3 separate regions of the Gossypium hirsutum genome follow, and regions 1 and 3 are each linked to region 2. Evidence: chromatin contacts called from public Hi-C data. All regions are on one chromosome and are shown on one strand. The core of a region is the stretch at or near the end of the contact, and the rest is flanking DNA. Distances in the headings are between cores, read along the strand shown.

Region 1 (3,692 bases), core at 468-2,967, 190 kb after region 2:
GAATGTAATTATTTGCTTGTGGTTGTTAAATATCTATATACTTGCATAACAGTATAACATTCCTCCGTTATTCACTGCTGCTGCTGGCAATGATTGGCTTTTTTTTTGAGTTTTTAGGGTGATAAGGACAAGAAAATTGAAGAACTCACGATGGAGTTAGCGCATCAAGAGCAATTATGTTCAGCTTATCGAGAAAAGTTGTTTGCGTTCATTAACAACGTTGAGAAGCAAACAGAAGAACTATCTTCAAAGATTGAAGTTATAGTAGACAATGTTAGGAAACTCGAAGCTCAAAGGCAGAGATTTACGCACCGTAGCGCAGGTAGCCTTGGTATTTAACTTGACCAATTAATGCTATGATTAGATTTGTATATTTGGTTTCTTGGAAGCTTTTAATCATGTACAAAATTCTTTAGGATCATTTTGTTTTAGTCAAGATGCTTAACATTTGACATTGTGCAATCAAACTAAAAAGCATCTTGTTAGATGAAATTGGAGCTTCATGATTCTCTTGTGGATTGATTTTGCTAGTAAAAAGGTGGAAAATAGAAATAGTTTTGTAATTTTGAACAATTTAGTTGTATGATTAGAAATTAGATACATTAATGTCAAACCAACATCTCTTAATATTTTCTATGCGTACATATATGCACACAGACATATATATATGTATTTTGACTATTAACTTGAACTTAAGGCAGCAAAGCTACCACCTTTCATCATCTGCTGGAACTCCTCGAAATTAACCCTACCATCTCCATCTGCATCTACTTTTGTTATCATATTCTTGCAATCCTCAATAGTTCTTCCCTGCTTCAACCCTAATGATGATAGAACCGACCTCAACTCCTCAAATGTGATGAATCCATCTCCGTTTTGATCGAAGACATTAAATGCTTCCATCATTTCTTCTTCTTCGTTCCTCTCATTCACCATCATTTGATACAATTCACCAAATTCATCGATATCTACAGAACCATCTCCGTTCACATCAATGTTATCAATGATTTGGTTTATTTCTTTATCGGAAAGAAAAATACTGAACTCCTCGAGTGAATCGCTAAGCTCTTTCTTTGTGATCTTGCCATCTCCATTCTTATCAAACATTTGGAACACCTTGCGAAGCTCAACTAGATCCATTTCTTTTATCAAACAAAACTAAACCCAAACCAAAATACACCACCTTAGAGCAAAAATGATAAGAGAGATGAAAATTGGACTATTGAGAGAGATGGGAAAGGTAATTAACAAGGAAAATCAATGGAGAATTAGTGTTGATTGTTGTTTACAATTGTGAAGAAAGAAGAGAGGGATGTAAAGGATGCACACTAAAACAAGCCTAACGAAATCAGTTGTTAATAAATAACAAGGTGAGAGGTTTTCCTTTTGTGGATGTGAAAAGCTTTTTAAGTTTAAAAAAAAAAGTGATAGAATTGGGCTAAAATTAGGCATCTGTTCGGTCATTTTAGATTAGTTCAAGAATTGGACCGTTAATAAATGGAGGCAAAAATGCTGAACACTTGGAGACTTGCCATGATGTCATTGCCAACCAAGGTAACATTGAATGGATTGAGGTTCTACTTACACATAATGTTTTCAATCACCTTACATAAAATCTATATACTTCATTGAGTTATATTAATAATCTTTTTATTTAAAAATAATGGTAAAAATATAGATTTAAACCCACACCAATTAGGTTGATAAAATCTTAAAACTTACCATTTAACCAAAATTTCATTTTAATATATTTTATAAATTTTTATTTTAATATACATAATTTACTATCACCATTAATTGTATATATTAATAATATTATTTATTAAGTTAATGTCACATATCAACTTGACACTAACTCACAATTAATGATAACATCACAATAAATAATTGTAATATATTTAGTACTGTTATTTTATTTTATTCACAAATTAATCTAAATATTATACATTAATTAATTTCAATATTTCTAGAATGAATTAAATATTTTATTCAAATCCGATTCAAATTAAATTGATTTTATTCTAGCTTTGTGTAATACATCCTTTTACCTTACTTTTTAACCTCTTTTTTTTTTACAATTAGTTTAATTTAAGAACAATCATATTTAAAATATCTATTACAACATTTTTTTCTTGAAAATAAAAATATTAATTAAAACTGAAAAGAGAATAATTAATATTAACAAAAATAAAAATAAAAATACATCATATTCATCCATCATTTTTTGCTAGTTCTATTTAATTTAGAGATCAGAAAGCGGAAAAAGAAAAAGAGCAGATTGTTAGCAATATGATTTCCAGTTCTCACCCATTTAATTTCACTAATTGAATTTGACCATAATCGGTTCTAAAGATGAGTTTAAATATGTAAATTAGTATAAAAACATAACAACAAAATTAGATACTTAAGTAGCAACACTGTAATGTAAACACACCACCCCAAGCACCCATCCAAATCCGCCCTAAATCCCATTCCTTCTAATGCTTTGGGTTTTCCATACATCATGTAAAGATCCATCTTTATATCACAATTCTTCTGCTGCTTCCTCCCATGCCTCTTCTCTTCTACCCAATGTTTTAATTTCAATTTGATTATTACCTTGTCTGGATATTTCCGGAGTAATGTTTACAATCCATATTGATAAGGAAAGAGCCCCAAATTACGGCACTTTGAACAACCCATCGCTATCCTTCCAACCCAAAATTTCTATGACCCGATCAGACGTAGCTAACAAACAATGATACTGCTAATCTAAAATAAAGATTCAAATCTAGAGTCTATTAGAAAAACAAGTTTTTATGGTGTATATCAACTAAATCGTGCTCATCAAGGGTACTTGATTCTCATAATTTACACGCTATTATGTTACAGGTTATGAACAATCACGCTTACCAGATCTCACTACTAGGCTTTTAGAAATGAAAACAGCTGTTCATGTTTAAATAACGCAAGGGAAAAAGAGAGAGAAATGTATTCCAACCATGTGCCCAATAAGATCAGTTAAAAAGGGATCAAATTGGGCGAGTAAGTCGGAAATCAAATGGAATTTGATGATATAGCAAACGAAGAAATTGCCTCAAAATAAATTCGTCTTTACGACGGTTTTGGGACAGAGTGCGTTTGCATTGATTTTTTTTCTCCATTTTTGAAAAAAATATAAAGGTGAATATACCAGTAGTAAAAGGGCCTGAAAAATCAGGGAAAATATATCAGATTCAGGCGAGTGATACTGGCTGAGAATTTAGATATCGCAAGAAATTTCAATTATTTGATTGAGTGGGTCGCCTCCATCTACACCCAATCAAGAAGCTGACTTGCTTTATCATTCCTTCAATATGAAAACACACGCACAAAACGGCAAAGGGAGGGACGCTACCGAGAACAGGATGAAAGATGAGGAGGTAGGATGCTATATATAAGGAATTGAAAATTAGGGCTAGGGTTCAAATTTTATTCATGAGGTTTTGGTGGTCGGAGTTTTCTTGAAATAACCAGAGGCCCAAATTTCCTAATTTAGTTTAGATTGAAAAGGCTGGCCCAAGTAAAATGGCCTTTTGCATTAATTTGGGCCACTACCAAATTTTGTTTGAATATATATTATTAATGTGTTTTTTCATTTGGCCCAAATTTCTTAATTTAGTCATCAATGTTTGCATTTTTCATTAATTTGGTTATTATTCTTTTTTTGAGTT
Region 2 (3,849 bases), core at 507-3,006:
ACAATTTGTCCCATGTGTGGAATATTGTATATACAGCTCTGAAACAAATTATATTGGATTTTAATTTGAGAACTGATAATGTGCATCATTAGTATATGGAATGTTTTCTTAAGAGGTGTTCAAACAATAAGTTGGGACATTATTTAAATTAAATTATCATTATTTAAATTAATTAAGATATTAAAATCTTTTAATTATTTTTTGAACTGATTTCTTTTTCAAAATTTATTAATCGAATCGAATTAATTTCGACTAATTCAATCAATTAATTAATTTTTTTTTCTTTTTAGTTCAAACAAATTTAAAACATAACCCAAAAAAAAATACAATGACAATATTCTTTTTCTTTTCTTTTAGCTCAAATAAGTTAAAAAACGAAGAAGAGAAAAACAATTAATAACAAAATGAACACACAAAATGAAAAAAAAAATCATTACGTACAAAAACAAAACGGGTGTAGGTTCTAGAATTTTAGTTTTTTTTTTTCGTTTGGTTTGGTTTCTATTTTAATTTTATTTTGGGTAAGCTACATTTAATATCACTAAATTATTAGTATGTTTATATTTAGGTCACTCAACTTCAAAAAGTTACAAAATGATCACTAAATTATTCAAAGCTTTTCACTTAAGTGACCGAACTATTTAAAAGTTTTTATTTAAGTCACTAATCTATTAAGTTTTTTTGAAAAATAGTCTGGCTGGCGGACTCCAAGCAATAGTTCGATGATCAGTACAGTGAATCAGTACCTATCGATGAGTAGAAGAACATATCTTAGATCCAAGTCGATCTGACAGTTAGTGTTAAAGATCAAAGAAGAAAGTTGTTTGGATTTTAGTTTGTAAATTTGTGATGTTGAAAGTTGTTTCATAAAAAAAATGAATTATAGAAAAGAAGGAGAATGGGAGCTTTTGATTGGTGCAGGTGATACAAACATAGAAGGCCATATATTAATGATTTTGACAATTCAATGACTTAAATAAAAATTTTAGAATAGTTTAGTGATCATTTTATAAATTTTTGAAGTTGAATGATCAAAATATAAACTTACTAATAGTTTAGTGACTTTGAGTGTAATTTACCTTTTTATTTTTCAAAATATATTTTTCTTTAATCCATTATATCAATAGTTATACGTCCATCTTGTTTATATACACGGGCTTATGGATATATGATATATATTGGGCTTATACAATATTCTGGGCTTATATATATTAAATTTAAGTTAATTTCTTGTTTTTGAATGGAAGTAATAGATAGCCAAACTTTCACAAAACTTTAGCCCTATTTTTTATCTAATTAATTTCAGTGACAAACTGATTAATCAAACTAATTTAATTTGGTTGATTAATTTAGTTTTAACTGAATCATGCACATCCTTAATCACCATAGTCCATTCTCTAGAAGCGGGACTTTGTTGTTAAATGCAAAGGTTTCTGAATTTATCCAAGAAGACAAAGCTAAATACAATCAGAATTAGTGTTTTTAAAATTAAATCAGATCGATTGGTTGAATAAAAAATCGATAGGTTCATTAATCTAGAACAAGATAAATATTTCATTAACTTGTGATAGGATATGAATTGATTGAATCAAATTTTATAAGTTTATAACATTTTTTTTAATTGGATGAGAGGAAACTTTGGGCCGAGTCTCTAAAAGAGGAGCTAAATGGAATCATGAAGGTGGCTATAGCCATTACTAGATTGGATGATAGGGTGGTTTGGATAGGACTCATTTACCAAGTGGAGTCTAAATTGGCTCATAACTTGCTGGGCTTGGTTTTGAGCTGCATAGAGTTATGGGATTGGACTCAATTGCCCGGTACAGCACTATATTTCATTGGCGCACTTGATGAAATTTGGGAAGTGAAAAAGGATACATTTTTTATTATTATCAAAGTTAACTACCATAAGATTAGTAGATATTTTGTATTAGAAAATTTCCTTTAAAGGATATTTTTTTTATATTAGGTGATTTAGTTAATTTAAGATTATTTTGTATTATTTTTATAGAAGAGAAGTCAAGATAAATCTTATTGAGGTAATTTTCAGTAATTTTTTTATTGTTTAATAATATTTTCGACATTATCTTAGTTATGAGTAGCTAGTTTTATTTTATTTTCTAACCAAGGGTAAATAGAAACTAGGTTTTATTAGAACTGTGAGATTTAAAGTGTTTCATTGATATTTGATCATTTTATGTTTTATGAAAATGGTAGGACCGTATTTTATTATTGTTTTTTAATACCATTTTAAGAAGGATCTCTTGTTTTTTTTTTAAGATAATAAATAAATAAATAGTATATTTAGATCCACAATTATCTCTTTATTTTAATAAATAGAACAAATTATATTGTAAGAATAAGTGATCTAATTTAAATGAATTGTACATTAAATTTGATTAATTAGAGTCAAGTCTTTATCCATAAGGGTAGTGGTGAATTAAATTTTAGGAGCAGTCACTTAGAGTTATTCGACTGACAAGAGTTAATGGTGGAGCTATTTTTGTAATTAATTTACAAATTAAGAAAAGATTGGTGGTTTGAATCCGTCCTATCATCGCTCTAACCATCTTATTTTTGAGTAAAGAAACATTTAGAATTTGTAATCAATTTTGATACCAAAGCTGACATCATACCTGAGGCTAGAAATCTTAATGTATTGATTTATTCTTTATTATTTCGGATTACTGTTAATTACATTTAATTTTCCCTTTTATTTATATTTATTTTATTATTTTTACAAGATCTAAAACCATTCTTTTATTGTAGATTTTTTTCAAGTTGTGGGCACCACTTAACCCTAATCACAACATATTTGAATTTTATTTATCTATGTATGAATTTATTCTATTTTTAAGCATAGGGATTTGAAATTGATAGATTCAAAAAGGTTTAAATATGTTGTAATCTTTTAAAATTTAAAATTTAGTTTCTATAATTTAATTTTGAAACATTGAGTCTTTTTACTTTTTTATTTAAAATCTTGATTCTTTCATCCCATTTTATAGATATGAAGAAGCTAAATTAACTTTTTTAGCCTTATTGATAGTAAGAATCAACAAGGAGAAGAAGGAAATGTGACAGTTCACCCTGGTAGGGCAGAAAGCCGTTGTACCTTGATGGCTAGAATGGTGGTGAGAATGGCTAGGAGGAAGAAGGAAAAATGAGATGGTTATGGTCCTTTTTTTTGTATTCTCTGTATGTGTGAGGGTTTATATACATGAAAAGGAGGGCGCGCCATGTATTGAGTTCTCAATGGAGGGAAAGTCATATCTTGTCTTTTTGCAGAGAAGACGATGTGATCTTATTGGTCAATGATGTGACACATTAGGATGACTTAGCAATCAATGGGCGCAATGTTCTATGCATTCATAACAATGATAGTCTAGGTTCATTAGACATGGGTCTAATCGAGGTAATTCGATGTTGGAGGTCCACTCAGTGTGAGGTTCGGACAATGGTGACACATGTAGTTGCCAGCGGAGGTGGTATAACAGGTCCTCAACAATTACAATTTTTGTCAACTTAGTCCTTACTTTTAAAAGTATATAAAAACAAAATGTTTTTTTTTTATAATTTTTTTATATTTTTAATAAGAAATCCTAAAAAATATATTTTTTAATTTTAAAAAATAAATTTGAAATTTAAAAAAATATAAAAATATAAAAAAGTTTCAAAATTTTAAAAAATGTTATTTACTTATTGAATGATAATAAGTTCTCTTCAAAATTTGAGTTTTTTGTTCAATTAATATTAAATTGGATTTTAATATAATTGATTGAAATTAAATTAAATTAAATTAAATTAAAAAACTTGTTCAGATCATATTTTAATATAAATTAAATGAAT
Region 3 (4,040 bases), core at 463-2,962, 190 kb before region 2:
GCTTGAGCTTCTTTGTCCAATTCCTCATACCTTGTCAAATCCCTCCTCACAGTCCTTAAGAATATGACAAACACAATACCAGCTAAGAAAGTGATCACCATCAATGAATTTAGAATTGAAAACCAGTGCACACGTGCTCCTTCCATCTTCAAGTAAGTATCCCACCGAGACGGCCATCTAATATCACTTTTAACAAATTCAACCTCATAAGTAAAAGAGATCCTCTCTCGTTCCCTTATTATCTGTGACTTGTCTAGCTCCAAGGGGCAGTTCACAGGAGAGATACTATCATACATGTGAAGCTTAGTCATGACTTCTGGATCGTACTTAACACTGCATGGAGTCACTTCAAAACCAACAATCTCATAACCAGATGCCTTCTTCTTATCAGCTTCGGAGATGACACCCATCCCTTCTTCCCCAGTTCCAATTATCTGCACACCACTTCCCTCATACTCATGAACCAAGACCTTGAACTTGAGATGATTGATAATGTAATCATCATTACTATTTGGTGGAGTAAACCCAACTGGGAATCCAGTCCACTGAATACTAACCCCATTTTGTTTTGCAATCCTCATAACCGGCAAATTGTCTAGAATCATATTCACTTGATATAAATCACGAGTCCTCTGTTTCAAAAGCTTAACTTCATGCTCATTCAAGGGGCTGGTAGTACAAACATAGAGGGACTCGTTCACATTCATTTTAAACCGATAAGGGGAGTTATCAATCTGATCTCCCATGAGAAGCTCACCTAGATTCTCGGCACTTTTCTTTATTCCACCGAGAGGTTCGCAATAAGGGAGACTGTAATAACTAAAGGGAAGCTCGGTTTCAATGGAAGTCAATGAATTAACTTTGGCAACTATCGTATCCGAAGTTGAATACGTGTGCATGTAACTTCCAGGCAGATAAAACCCATGACAAGAATGGGCAAATAGAACCACTAACAGAAAAACCGAGCAGATTCCGGGCATCTTCCTTTCCGAGAAAGCCATGATAATAGCAGATCTTGCAATATACGGTTCGAATCTAAGCTACTATAGACTGAGCATTCAGTATAAGGAGGAAAAATCTACAGACAAACAGGTTTTCAACAATCAGTTTCCACGCAAATTTAACTCAACATTAACTAGCGCAACAAAAGCATTAAAACGATACTGAGATTCCTAAGTACCAAAAAATTTAAAAAAAAAAAACAATTTCATTGCATTAGCTTTGAAAGCAGTAGATCCATATACCAAAATGCAAAAAGCATCATTTTTTTCCTTAAACAACGAAAAGTATTAAACGTTCATATCAATAAAAAAAATCACAAAACAGATCAAAGTACTGAACAAAAGAAGGATTATAAGATTAGATCTAGAACCAAAAACCCATTTAAGTAAAAGGCAGAGAGACAAGAATAGGATAAAGAACCTGAGACAGGTCTAGGGTTCCAGTTGAAAGTGATTCGGCTCTTTGGGAACAGAAAACGCGTAAGAACGAAGCTTCTGCTTCTCTTTGATATATATTTTTTTCCACTTTGTTTCAGTGGTTTAACTTTAAAGCTAGTAGGAATGAAGCGAATATATTGAAGAGAGCAAAACGGAGGAGAATGGGTAATTTATAAAATTATAATAAAATATGGGTCACAAATCTACCAACATGGGAAGTTTTAATAAATCTTGAATTTATAAATTATGAAATAAGAATTGACAGAACTCTTGTGTGGGGCGGCCTCCAAAACTTAATAGGTTAAATTCTGTTTTTAGTCTCTGTATTTTACAAAAAGTTATAGATTTAGTCCTGTATTTTTTGAATTTTAAAAATTCAATTATCACCAAACTATAGCTAATAGATTCATAAAGTTAAATTCTATTGTTTATAAAATCTAATGTGACAAATTTATTATCATGTGTGTAATGTCATATCAGTTTGTTTTTTTTACATATTACTCATCAAATATTCAGTCAATGGATTATCAACTGTTATTTGTGTAAAAATTGAAACTTCAAGAGTTGAAAACTATAGGGATTTAGAATGATCCAGTTGGAGAATATGGGCTGTACCTATGATTATACGCATAGTAGAAGACTAGTAATTTAACTTACTCAAACGGATTTAACTGCTAGGACTAAAATTTCAAAAGCCAAAAAGTACGGGATTAAAATTGATCAACTTGAAAAGATAGAGGACTACAATTGATCAAATTAAAATATAAAAACTAAATTCATAATTTTTACAAAGTATAGGGACTAAGAACAACATTTAAACCAAATATATATATATTTTCACCGCTCCCATCTTAATTCGGCTAGATCCGCTGGGTTGAATTTTAACGGAGGTGAGATTTTGTTTCTATCAAATTTTGAGATAAATTCCATCTATGATCATTTAACTATTAATAAATTTATATTTTAATCATTTTATTATGGAAAGATTATAACTATTTAAAATTCATCATTTAAGTCACCTCTGATGACTTGCTAATAAATAAAGTAGTCATTATTCCCCAAATATATCATTAGTTACCCAATTATTAATGATACTTACGAATTTAATATCTAAATTACTTAAATTATAACTAAAATATCAATTTAATATTTTAAGATTCTTTTAAGAAATAAAATCAAAACAAATCCCAAAAAATATATAAGAATATAAAAAATTCTTAAAAATCTAAACATTCACAATTTATTTTTTAAAACTATAAAAATATTATTTTAAAAAAAATATATTTATATAAAATTTCAAAAAAGTAAAATTCTAAAATATAAAAAAACTACATAAATTTTCAAAAATCTAAAAAATTGATTTTTTTTTGTATTAACAGCTACAATTTACTCCACCAATCAGCGATGTTTGTAAACTCTTATCATTCTCTCTTTAGTATTTAGGGACTTTTGGATATTACTCATTTGAACTACTATTTTAATTTTATGCCTCGAAATAAATTTTAAATCAAAAACTAAAACAAATGAATGCTTTGAAATAATTTCTCAGAAAAATAATATTTTGAAGAGAATAATAAATATAAACAAGCATCTTAAGCTTAGCTAAACTTTTCTGCCATAAGAATGATTGCAGTGGATATGTGCATGAAGTGTCAAACGGAAAAAACTTTGAAAAACTATAATTGATTGCACCCATGTTGAGATGCTTTCTAAAAAAAGACAAACAAAAACTCACAAGTGTATAAATTTTGATTTTAATTTTGATTTAAACAAAAACAAGTACAGGAAGTGTTTTTTAAAAATGAATAGATATTTCATTCAGCATATTAACAAAATCATGGGTGGATATGGGGACCTTTAGGCCTTTTAGGCTGTAGGATTAATTTTGGGCCAACTCAGGGGTAGACCCAAAGCCACCCCCACCAAGGCACCAATTGCACAATTTATTATGTGGAATAAAATGGAATTCTTTCATCTTCTACATCAACAACCAACCTGCGACTTGCTTCTTCGCAACGATTCACGGTCTTCTCTCTCTGCTCCACCAATTCAGCTGGGCTTTTTCGAGTTTGGAGATAGCTCCTGAAACATGGAACCAAAGATGGAAGATACTTGCCCAATAATCCAACGACCTTCCCTCAAAACTCATCCCCGTTTCAACAATTACTCCTTATGGAAACACAAGGTTCGTCTCCCTCTCTAAGTATTAATTATGGGTTTTTCATTTTTGGGTTTTAGGTTTTATCATTTTACCTTTCTTTTATCTGTTGAAAATTTGAAATTGGATGAATATTATTTAAATTGTGGATGATGAAGTGTAGTTGAGAGAAAATTGTTACAAAAGGGTACGAGAAGACCGCACTCGTTTGCTTTGGAAAATGAGGTTGCCTGCTGCCCAATCTTTCAATCACAAGGTTTTTTTTTTTTCATTCATATTTTATCTGGTTTCTATATATTTATTGCCTTTTGCTGCATATTATTACGTTACCCTGAACTTGAAATATAAGATTTAGGTTCCCAGTTATTCCAAAATTGTACCCTTGCTACTTTTTTAGCTTCTCTTGATAAAATATATGTTGGTTCAATCTTTATTTTTTCTTC

What was found. A called contact is a pair of places that touch in the nucleus more often than the background predicts.
Region 1: a Hi-C map of leaf shows a contact between it and region 2, with 2.3 times the contacts expected there. The contact joins the promoter of LOC121231825 here to the enhancer-like site in region 2. A contact is called at or near these places in 2 of 34 Hi-C or Micro-C datasets (hypocotyl and leaf).
Region 3: a Hi-C map of leaf shows a contact between it and region 2, with 4 times the contacts expected there. The contact joins the promoter of LOC107955366 here to the enhancer-like site in region 2. A contact is called at or near these places in 2 of 34 Hi-C or Micro-C datasets (both in leaf).

What each region holds. Positions count from the first base shown.
Region 1 is chrA07:92,951,938-92,955,629 of Gossypium_hirsutum_v2.1, forward strand. It overlaps LOC121231825 (calmodulin-like protein 3), which reads right to left and starts at 1,718. Exons shown (of 1, transcript XM_041116640.1): 1 at 536-1,718. The coding sequence starts at 1,140. The coding sequence ends at 682. LOC107954976 (protein FAR1-RELATED SEQUENCE 5) reads left to right here. Exons shown (of 3, transcript XM_016890669.2): 3 at 118-613. The coding sequence ends at 339.
Region 2 is chrA07:92,760,620-92,764,468 of Gossypium_hirsutum_v2.1, forward strand. No RefSeq gene overlaps it. Among protein-coding and RNA genes, the nearest start is that of LOC121231824, 14 kb to the right of the region's middle. Within about 2 kb of position 1,757, at least 3 of the 9 cell types and tissues checked have an H3K27ac peak or open chromatin away from gene starts, as enhancers often do. A contact at or near this core is called in hypocotyl and leaf, where this site is marked.
Region 3 is chrA07:92,570,051-92,574,090 of Gossypium_hirsutum_v2.1, forward strand. It overlaps LOC107955366 (transmembrane 9 superfamily member 12), which reads right to left and starts at 1,713. Exons shown (of 2, transcript XM_016891135.2): 1 at 1,423-1,713; 2 at 1-1,078. The coding sequence starts at 1,001. LOC107955368 reads left to right here and starts at 3,340. Exons shown (of 6, transcript XM_016891140.2): 1 at 3,340-3,624; 2 at 3,761-3,853. The coding sequence starts at 3,529.